Regions from separate parts of the Astyanax mexicanus genome. Here region 2 is linked to region 1. Evidence: chromatin contacts called from public Hi-C data. All regions are on one chromosome and are shown on one strand. Each heading gives the region's core, a stretch centred on a gene start, on an enhancer-like site or on the middle of the called end of the contact. The rest is flanking DNA. Distances are from core to core; before and after follow the strand shown.

Region 1 (4,171 bases), core at 1,214-3,713:
CTCTAAACTCTTAAAACTTGTGAATATGAACTTGTTTTTTTCTTTGCATTATTTGAGGTCTGAAAGTTCTGCATCTTTTTTTGTTATTTCAGACATTTCTCATTTTCTGCAAATAAATGCTCTAAATGAGAATATTTTTATTTGGAATTTGGGAGAAATGTTGTCTGTAGTTTATAGAATAAAACAACAATGTTCATTTTACTCAAATGAAGTGGTCTTAGTTTTTCTGTTTATATATATAGAGTGCTGTTTATATATAGCACAGACTGTCAAAATGTATATGTAATTGATTATAGATGTATTAGCATGCCAGTAATTATCTATTAACACCTGTAGACTATTTTTTTAGGTTATACGAGGACCGGCAGGCCCTGTCCCCCTGTCCCTCCAGTCCCCGCTGCTAAACAATGCTGTTATCGGGGGTAAAGGGTCGTTTTCTGACCATTATTTTAATGAGGTGCTCGTTAGCATGTGAGTTCAAACACATAGCTGTACATAATGACCGTCAGCGACCCTGTGCTCCGTTTCATTAGCTGATTCTGCAATTATCTGGAAAGCACGTTTGATATGTAAATGAATCGGCTGCATATATTTATTATAGAGCAGAATGAAGACGTATCCTCACTGTTAAGTTTTATAGTGAAGATGTCATTAGAGGTCTGAGCAGAGAATCTATATTCATCTATCATCACTTTCATCAAGTATACGCAAGTTCTACTTTATAACTTTTTTGGAAAGTTTAGGTGTGTTCAGGGCTGGCATTAGCTATTTGGGAGCACTAAACACAATTATTTTGTGGTTCACAATTAAATCCTAAGAATTGAATAGTGTCATTTGATAACAGTTCGATATGCTGGTTTTATTGGACTCCAAATTTTGGTTTAAGCAAAACCAAATGGACACTTTTCCTAGGTTATTCTTCCCATTACTTCAAACTGCTACAGTAATATCACTTTAAACATTCACCTTTAATAAATGAGAATGAGATATTTACAAATGTAGTGGTTCGATATGATGAAAGTTTGAGTTTTATGTTTTATAGGACTATAAAACAGGTATTTTGTCTAATTCTCGGATCTCATAAATTCAAATTCCTACACTAATATTACTTGGAACTTACAGGATTAATACTATGTTAAGTGTTTTTCAAGATACTAATGTTTTTTTTGTAATACCACCTTAATTTTCTTCTTTAATAAGACCTGAATTGTGGTCTATACATGTAACATAATGTTTAAAATATAGTGGACTTAACCTGAAATCAGATTTTATCATTATCTTATTGTTAATAAGAGAATATTCTGTATATCCAGAATGCCTGTTTCACTGATTAAAACTGGTTAAATGATATTTATTGAGCTCTTATGAAAATGTAAGTCTGTGCCTCCCTCTGGTGGTAATCCTCAGCCTGGGTTGGTTGATAAGTTTCTGATAAATCTTAATAATCGATATCATCAATTGTCACTTGCATTAAATATGGTGTAGTTTCACTTCTTATGTGTCAATTTAAATAAAAAATAATGATTCATAATTTTACAAGAAAAAGGCGTTTAACTTGCCCTTTGTTGGTTGTAGTGACTTAAAATAACAACTTATTATCTCAAAAATAATGACTAAGTGTCTTAAAATAATGACTTAGTACCTCAAAATAATGATTTAGTATCTCAAAATAATGACTTAACATCTCAAAAATAATGACTTAATATCTCAAAATAATGATTTGTCTAAAAAATAACGACTTATTATCTCAAAAACAATGACTTAATGTCTTAAAATAATGACTTAGTACCTCAAAATAATGATTTTTCTAAAAAATAACGACTTATTATGTAAAAAACAATGAGTTATCTCAAATATAATACCTTATTATCTCAAATATAAAAATTTATTATCTCAAATTAATGACTTATTATCTTAAAATTAATGACTTAGTGCCTGAAAAATAATGACTTATTATCTCAAAATGGTGACTTTGTATCTCAAAATAATGATTTATCTAAAAAATAACGACTTATTATCTCAAAGAACAATGACTTATCTTAAATATAATACCTTATTATCTCAAATATAAAAACTTATTATCTCAAATGAATGACTTTTTATCTCAAAATTGTGAGTTTGTATCTCAAACATAATGGCTTATTATCTAAAACATAATGACTTATTATTTCAAAAATAATGACTTTGTATCTCAAAAATTATTACTTATTATTACAAGGAAAATTATTTATTATTTAAAAAACAATGACTTATCTCAAATACAAAAACTTATTATCTCAAATTAATGACTTATTATCTCAAAAATAATGACTTATTATCTTTAAAATAATGTCTAATTTATTTTTTGTGTAATTTCAATACTTGTAAATGTAAATTTAAATAAAAAACAATAATTTACAACTGTACCAGAAAAAGACTTTTATTTTGCCTGTTGTTTGTTGGGTGTGAGCGCAGCCGCAGTGAGGGCGCATGCGCACAAGCGCGTGTTTATGGCTGATTCTGCTGGTCAGGGTGATGTTGCGAGTTTTGTACAGGGTTCTTTACGGAGTTAACAGCAGGTCTGGGGTCAGTTCTGTACAGCGGACCGGTACCAGAACTCTCAGCAGCGCTATGGGCAGTTTAACCCCGGAGAACCGCTCTATTCACTCCGACAACATCACTGAGGTTCATCTGATCCCCATAGAGCTGCTCATCAGACCCATCCCTCCGGTTCTGGACCAGAATAAAGTACAGAGCCTCATGCAGACCATACAGGTAAACTTTTAAACTCTTATTTAATTCAACATTTTAAACAGTTTCAGAGGGACACTTTTAGTAAATGACTTATCCAGAACAATCAGTTAAGCTTTATATGAGCTCTAATGAGCTTAAATTATTATTTATTTAGAAAATGCAGCTAATAAATATTAATATAAATAAACTGTTTTGAAATGGAGAGTACTGTACTGAGTACTGTAGTTCAGCTAATTATGGGCCGGTATCTAAAGTTTATTCATAAATTCAGGCTGTTTAATATATAAGAGCAGGTAAATATTTTTTTGGGAGCACGTTGTCTTGTTAGTAAGCCCAATTGCTCACTTTCTTACTTTCTTAATTGATTAATTGATTAATTGCTTTTTTAGTGAAGATTTGCTTGTTGTTTTCACTCACCGTCGGACTTCTCTGACTTACTTCCTGTAACGCTCTGCCCCTCCCACCTTAGCAATCTCAGACCAATCAAAACTGTTGTTACATGTTAAAACGTTTTTCTACTGTTATTATTATTAAGTAAATTGCTATGCTAAGTCATTATTTTGAGGTATAACAAATGCACATCTCAATATAACAACTTCCTATCTCAAAATAACGACTTCCTATCCCAAATTATCAACTTAATATTGACTTAATATCTCAAATGAACAAATTCCTTTCTCAAAATAACAACTTAGCATCTCAAAATAACAACTTCCTGTTTCAAATTATTGATGTATTGTCTCAAAATAACAAGTTCCTTTCTCAAAATAACAACTTATTAAATCAAAATAACAACTTCCTATATAAAAAGATTGACTTGGTGTCTTAAAATTACAACTTCTTAACTCAAATTAGCTATTTGTATCTAAAAATAACAACTTCCGGTCACAAAATAACAACTAAGTATCTCAAAACATTGACTTGGAATTGGGTCGGAATTTTTTAGCACCTTTTAACACTTTTTAAAAACTTGTATGGGTTAAATGAAAGCAATTACAAAACTAAAAGAAAAGTTTAAAACTATAATTTATCATTTTGATTTATATATATATTCAGTGTATTCCTAAGTATGACCAAGCTTGACCATAAGACCACTGCAGTTAAACAGCAGGACCATCAACAGCAAGCTTTTGATTTTATTGAGCCATGAGGTCATAATGCTGGTCTATTTCAGCTGCTAAAACACCTGTAGCAGGTATCTAGTCAGTGTTCCTGATGGCTGCTCTTCAGGTGTGCTGTGAGCTCCCACAGAACAAGAGAACCATTGTATTTCTCTAACAGGGAAGCTGATATTATTATACTGTGGTTTGTAGATTTACCTCACGTTTACATCCACGTTTCCACAGAAGACGTCTGATACCGGCATCGTTCCTCCCATAGACGTGCTGTGGATCACAGGAGAGCAGGGAGGGAACTACTACTACTCGTTCGGTGGCTG
Region 2 (3,829 bases), core at 1,230-3,729, 74 kb after region 1:
TAATTTAATATAACATAAAAAATAAATAATTTCCTAGTTAATAGATTGGTTACTATATTTAATTGGAGTTTTTTTTTTTGCTGTTTAGCTCCATTCAATTCACTCCTATTCATTTTGAACTCCTTCGCGGGCTCCCTCTAGCGGTTCAGAGTCGAATCTCAGATTCATAAGAAATCGATTCATTTGAATCACACGAAAAAAAAACAACGTGACTGTCTCAAACAGGTTTCATTCTATCAGTTTTTGAAGGTTTCATCCAAAAAAAAGCAAAAGCAGCTGATCTGAGATCAGAACGCTTTATCCTCAAATGTTTCTAAATGAGAGATAAAAATCTGATCTCTGATCTTAGAACTGTGTTTGTGTCAGGCCCGTCCAGCCAAGCCAAGCACCCTATGCCCAAATAAGGACTTCCCCTAATTAGAGCACACACACACACACACACACACACACACACACATACACACATACACACACACACACACTCTGAGAGGCACTCCATGCCCATATATGGACTTCCTCTAATCAGGGCACGCTCATGCAGTCATCCAGCCCTGATTAGAGATCAGCTTCACCTGGGCAGAGTTGCTTATAAGCACGCTGCTCCTCTCTGCTGTTGCCGAGTATTGGTCGCTCTCATGGTCTGTGTTTCCTTGTGGTTCCGGCCTGTTTGCTACTCTACAAAGCGTTCTATCTCCCAAGCCTGTCTTCCCTAGTTCCTGTTTTTTCCTTGGACTCCTCCCGGCCTAAGTATCCCTGTTTTATTTCTTGTTTTGTTTGTTTGCCCTGTTTACTTTCTTAGTCTAGCCATTTTCCTAAGCTCTGCTTAGTAGTTTTCTGTTTGCTATTTTGTAGTCTAGTGCTCCCTTTGTTTTTCCCCATTCCCCTTACTACTTCCTGGTTTTATTGTTTTGGCCGTTCCACTTATTCCTTAGTCCCTGTTTCTTTTGGCCCAGTCCCGTTTACTTTGTCAGTGTTTATATTTGTTTTCAGTTTTGCCCGACTTTAGTGTGTTGCTCTAGTCCTCTTTTATATTGTTTATTTTGTTGTTTATTTCAATAAATTTTACTGCTTCGTTCTACATCCCAGCAGTGTCTCTTATTTTCTCTCTGCCTGTTTACAGTCAGGCATGACAGTTTGTTGCCAGGTAACCAATGACAACATTACCCTAAACCCTAAACAATAATTTTTCATTAATAGCTTGGCATTTGTTACTTTGAATAAAAAAAATCATACTACTTAAAATTCTTATAAAATCTTTCCTAACCTGTAAAAAAAAAAAAAAAAAAATATATATATATATTTTGGTCATTTCTACCCATACATCACCCAGTGCCCCTCCCAAACGACTCCACACATTTTTTATTAGCATTTTTCAAATTTGAGATAAGGGTGGAGTCAGCTAAAATCAGGGGGTTTAATGCTTCTTTAAAAAAAAAAAAAAAGATGCAAAGCGTTGTAACAGTTTTTATTTTAATTTTTTTGCATAGAAAAATCACAAACACGATGCATTGCTTTATTATTTATTGCTCATAATCTGTCAAAACATTAGCATTTGTAAAATAAAAGGATCTGAAGAAATGGGAAAACATTTGACTAAAGATATGAAACTATTGAAAAAGTAAAAGTGTACTGGTTTTAAAACTACTCATGTATTAAAGTATAAAAGTGTAAAAGTAATGTAAAGGGAAAAATTAAAGCCAAAGCCATTAAGAACTAAAGATTAGGCCACGCCCACAGAGTCCTATAGTGCTCTCTAAAAGCTACAATGACTATAATGTTAAAACATAAAAAATGTTAATGTTGATAATATAATTTAGGATTTTGCACTAGGCTGTTCCCTACTGTTTCAGCTGCATATATGCTTATTAAAAATTAATGTATTTTAAATACAGAACAATGTAAATATATTAAAGAAGCTTAGTATACACCAGTAGGGTGTTGCTATGGTATATGTTTATACTTCTCATCCAATGAATGAAATAACAAGGAGTAACGAGCTGTTTTTATTAAAATGTAAGGAGTAGAAAGTTCAGATAATTGTGTGAAAATGTAAAATAATTACTACAGTAAAGTAGAGATAAGCAACATTCGCATTGCCAACGTGTCAGTCAGACAGTCAGTCTAGACTCCTCTTTTTTATAGTCTTTAACTGGCTGAAGCCACGCCCACACTGTCTCTTATTGGCTTGAATTTGTATTTTGTATCTTGTGACTTTTGTGTTGGAGTCGAAACCGCCAACAGCCAATCAGGTGCTTCTAAAACCCAGCCACAAGATGACACATACACACACACACACACAGTCTAGTTTCGGTTTCCACACTTCCTGGCAATGATCTGTTATAAACGCTGGACCCTGAAATCAGAAATCAGCCAACATGCGAGCTTTTATCAGTAAGTAATCCAGTGTCACGTGTGAAAATAAGCTGTGTGCTTTAAATCACTGTGTACAATCTTTATATTCACTATTATTCACTGTAATTAATTAGTAACACTTTATAATATAGAGTTTTATAGTGATTTCCTTTAAAGCCTGATGTAACTTCCCTGTATAAAACAATACACCGAGAATAATTACCAGGAAATTAAATAAAATTACATTAAATTACATTGTAGGTACAAATGAAAAAAAAAAAAGAGTAACAGTTGAGTATCTTCTACTTTTTAACATTTACCATGTAATTTAACAAACTTTATAGTGAACTTGTCTTGTATGTGTTTTACAGTGTTGTAAAAAAGTATTTCCTTCCTACAGATTTTTTTAGTTTTTGCTTCTTTTTCATACTTAAATTTTTCAAATTAACAAACAAATGTTAATACAAGATGAAAATAACCTGATTAAATATAAAAAGCAGTTTTTAAATGATGATTTCATTTATTAAGTGAAAAAAAAGTATTTAAACTAGGGGTGGGCGATAGGGCCCTAAAATAACATCATGATATTTTTAATGGTATGTGATACGATGCTAAAATTTCAAGAAGTACTAAAAAAATTCAAGTATACACTAATGCAGCAAAATGAAAATAAAACTAAAGTCAGTAGGGGTTAGGGGCGTGACCACTGTGACCCGGAAGGAGGAAGCTCACAGAGAACACAGACACGGGGAGTAAATGAACTCAAACGTACCTTTATTTTAAATGCCCTCCACCACACCCAAAAACAACTCAAAACATAATGCTAGCCCAGTGGGGCTCTATAGTTCAGTAGTTTCTTTAGTTTCTTTTGTTTTAGCGTCCGTGCAGCCTCAGCCCTCAGCTCCCCAGTCAAAGTCCTCCCAAATGATGACGGAGGCTGAGTATATATGCCTGTCTCAACTGGCGGCTCAATCAGCCCTCATGCGGGCCAGCTGAGACAGGCATGGCTTTGCGCTCTGGCGTGGGGCGGACCCACAACTCCCCCGCCTCCTCATGCCACAATATATATATATATTTATATATATTTATATATAGAGAGAGAGAGAGGGAGAGAAAGAGAAAGATTTCATGGTATTTTCATCATAATGATACTTTTGGCGATATGACCAAAAATACTGAATAAAAAATATATATATTTCAAGAATACACTACTGCGACAAAATAAAAAAAAATTAACTTTATTATTGCATACGATATGATATGGCACACCTCTAACTGAGATATTAAAAAATACAAGAATTTTATCAGATTTGTAACAGAAGTCGATGATCCAGAATGTCATGGTACTAATAATACTAATAATGCACTCAAAATATCTCCATATATCCAGGATTAAAGTAAAATGAATGATAATGCACAGATATAATCTGTTTCTAGTACATACAGAATGGGAAATGAGAACAGTGTGAATTTTTCT

Evidence for each region. A called contact is a pair of places that touch in the nucleus more often than the background predicts.
Region 2: a contact with region 1 is called in a Hi-C map of muscle, with 15 times the contacts expected there. The contact joins the enhancer-like site here to the promoter of srxn1 in region 1. A contact is called at or near these places in 2 of 3 Hi-C or Micro-C datasets (both in muscle).

Annotation. Positions count from the first base shown.
Region 1 is chr12:47,557,418-47,561,588 of AstMex3_surface, forward strand. It overlaps srxn1 (sulfiredoxin 1 homolog (S. cerevisiae)), which reads left to right and starts at 2,464. Exons shown (of 2, transcript XM_007231685.4): 1 at 2,464-2,754; 2 at 4,083-4,171. The coding sequence starts at 2,470.
Region 2 is chr12:47,631,617-47,635,445 of AstMex3_surface, forward strand. No RefSeq gene overlaps it. Among protein-coding and RNA genes, the nearest start is that of LOC111192748, 7.9 kb to the right of the region's middle. Within about 2 kb of position 2,480, the one cell type or tissue checked has an H3K27ac peak away from gene starts, as active enhancers do.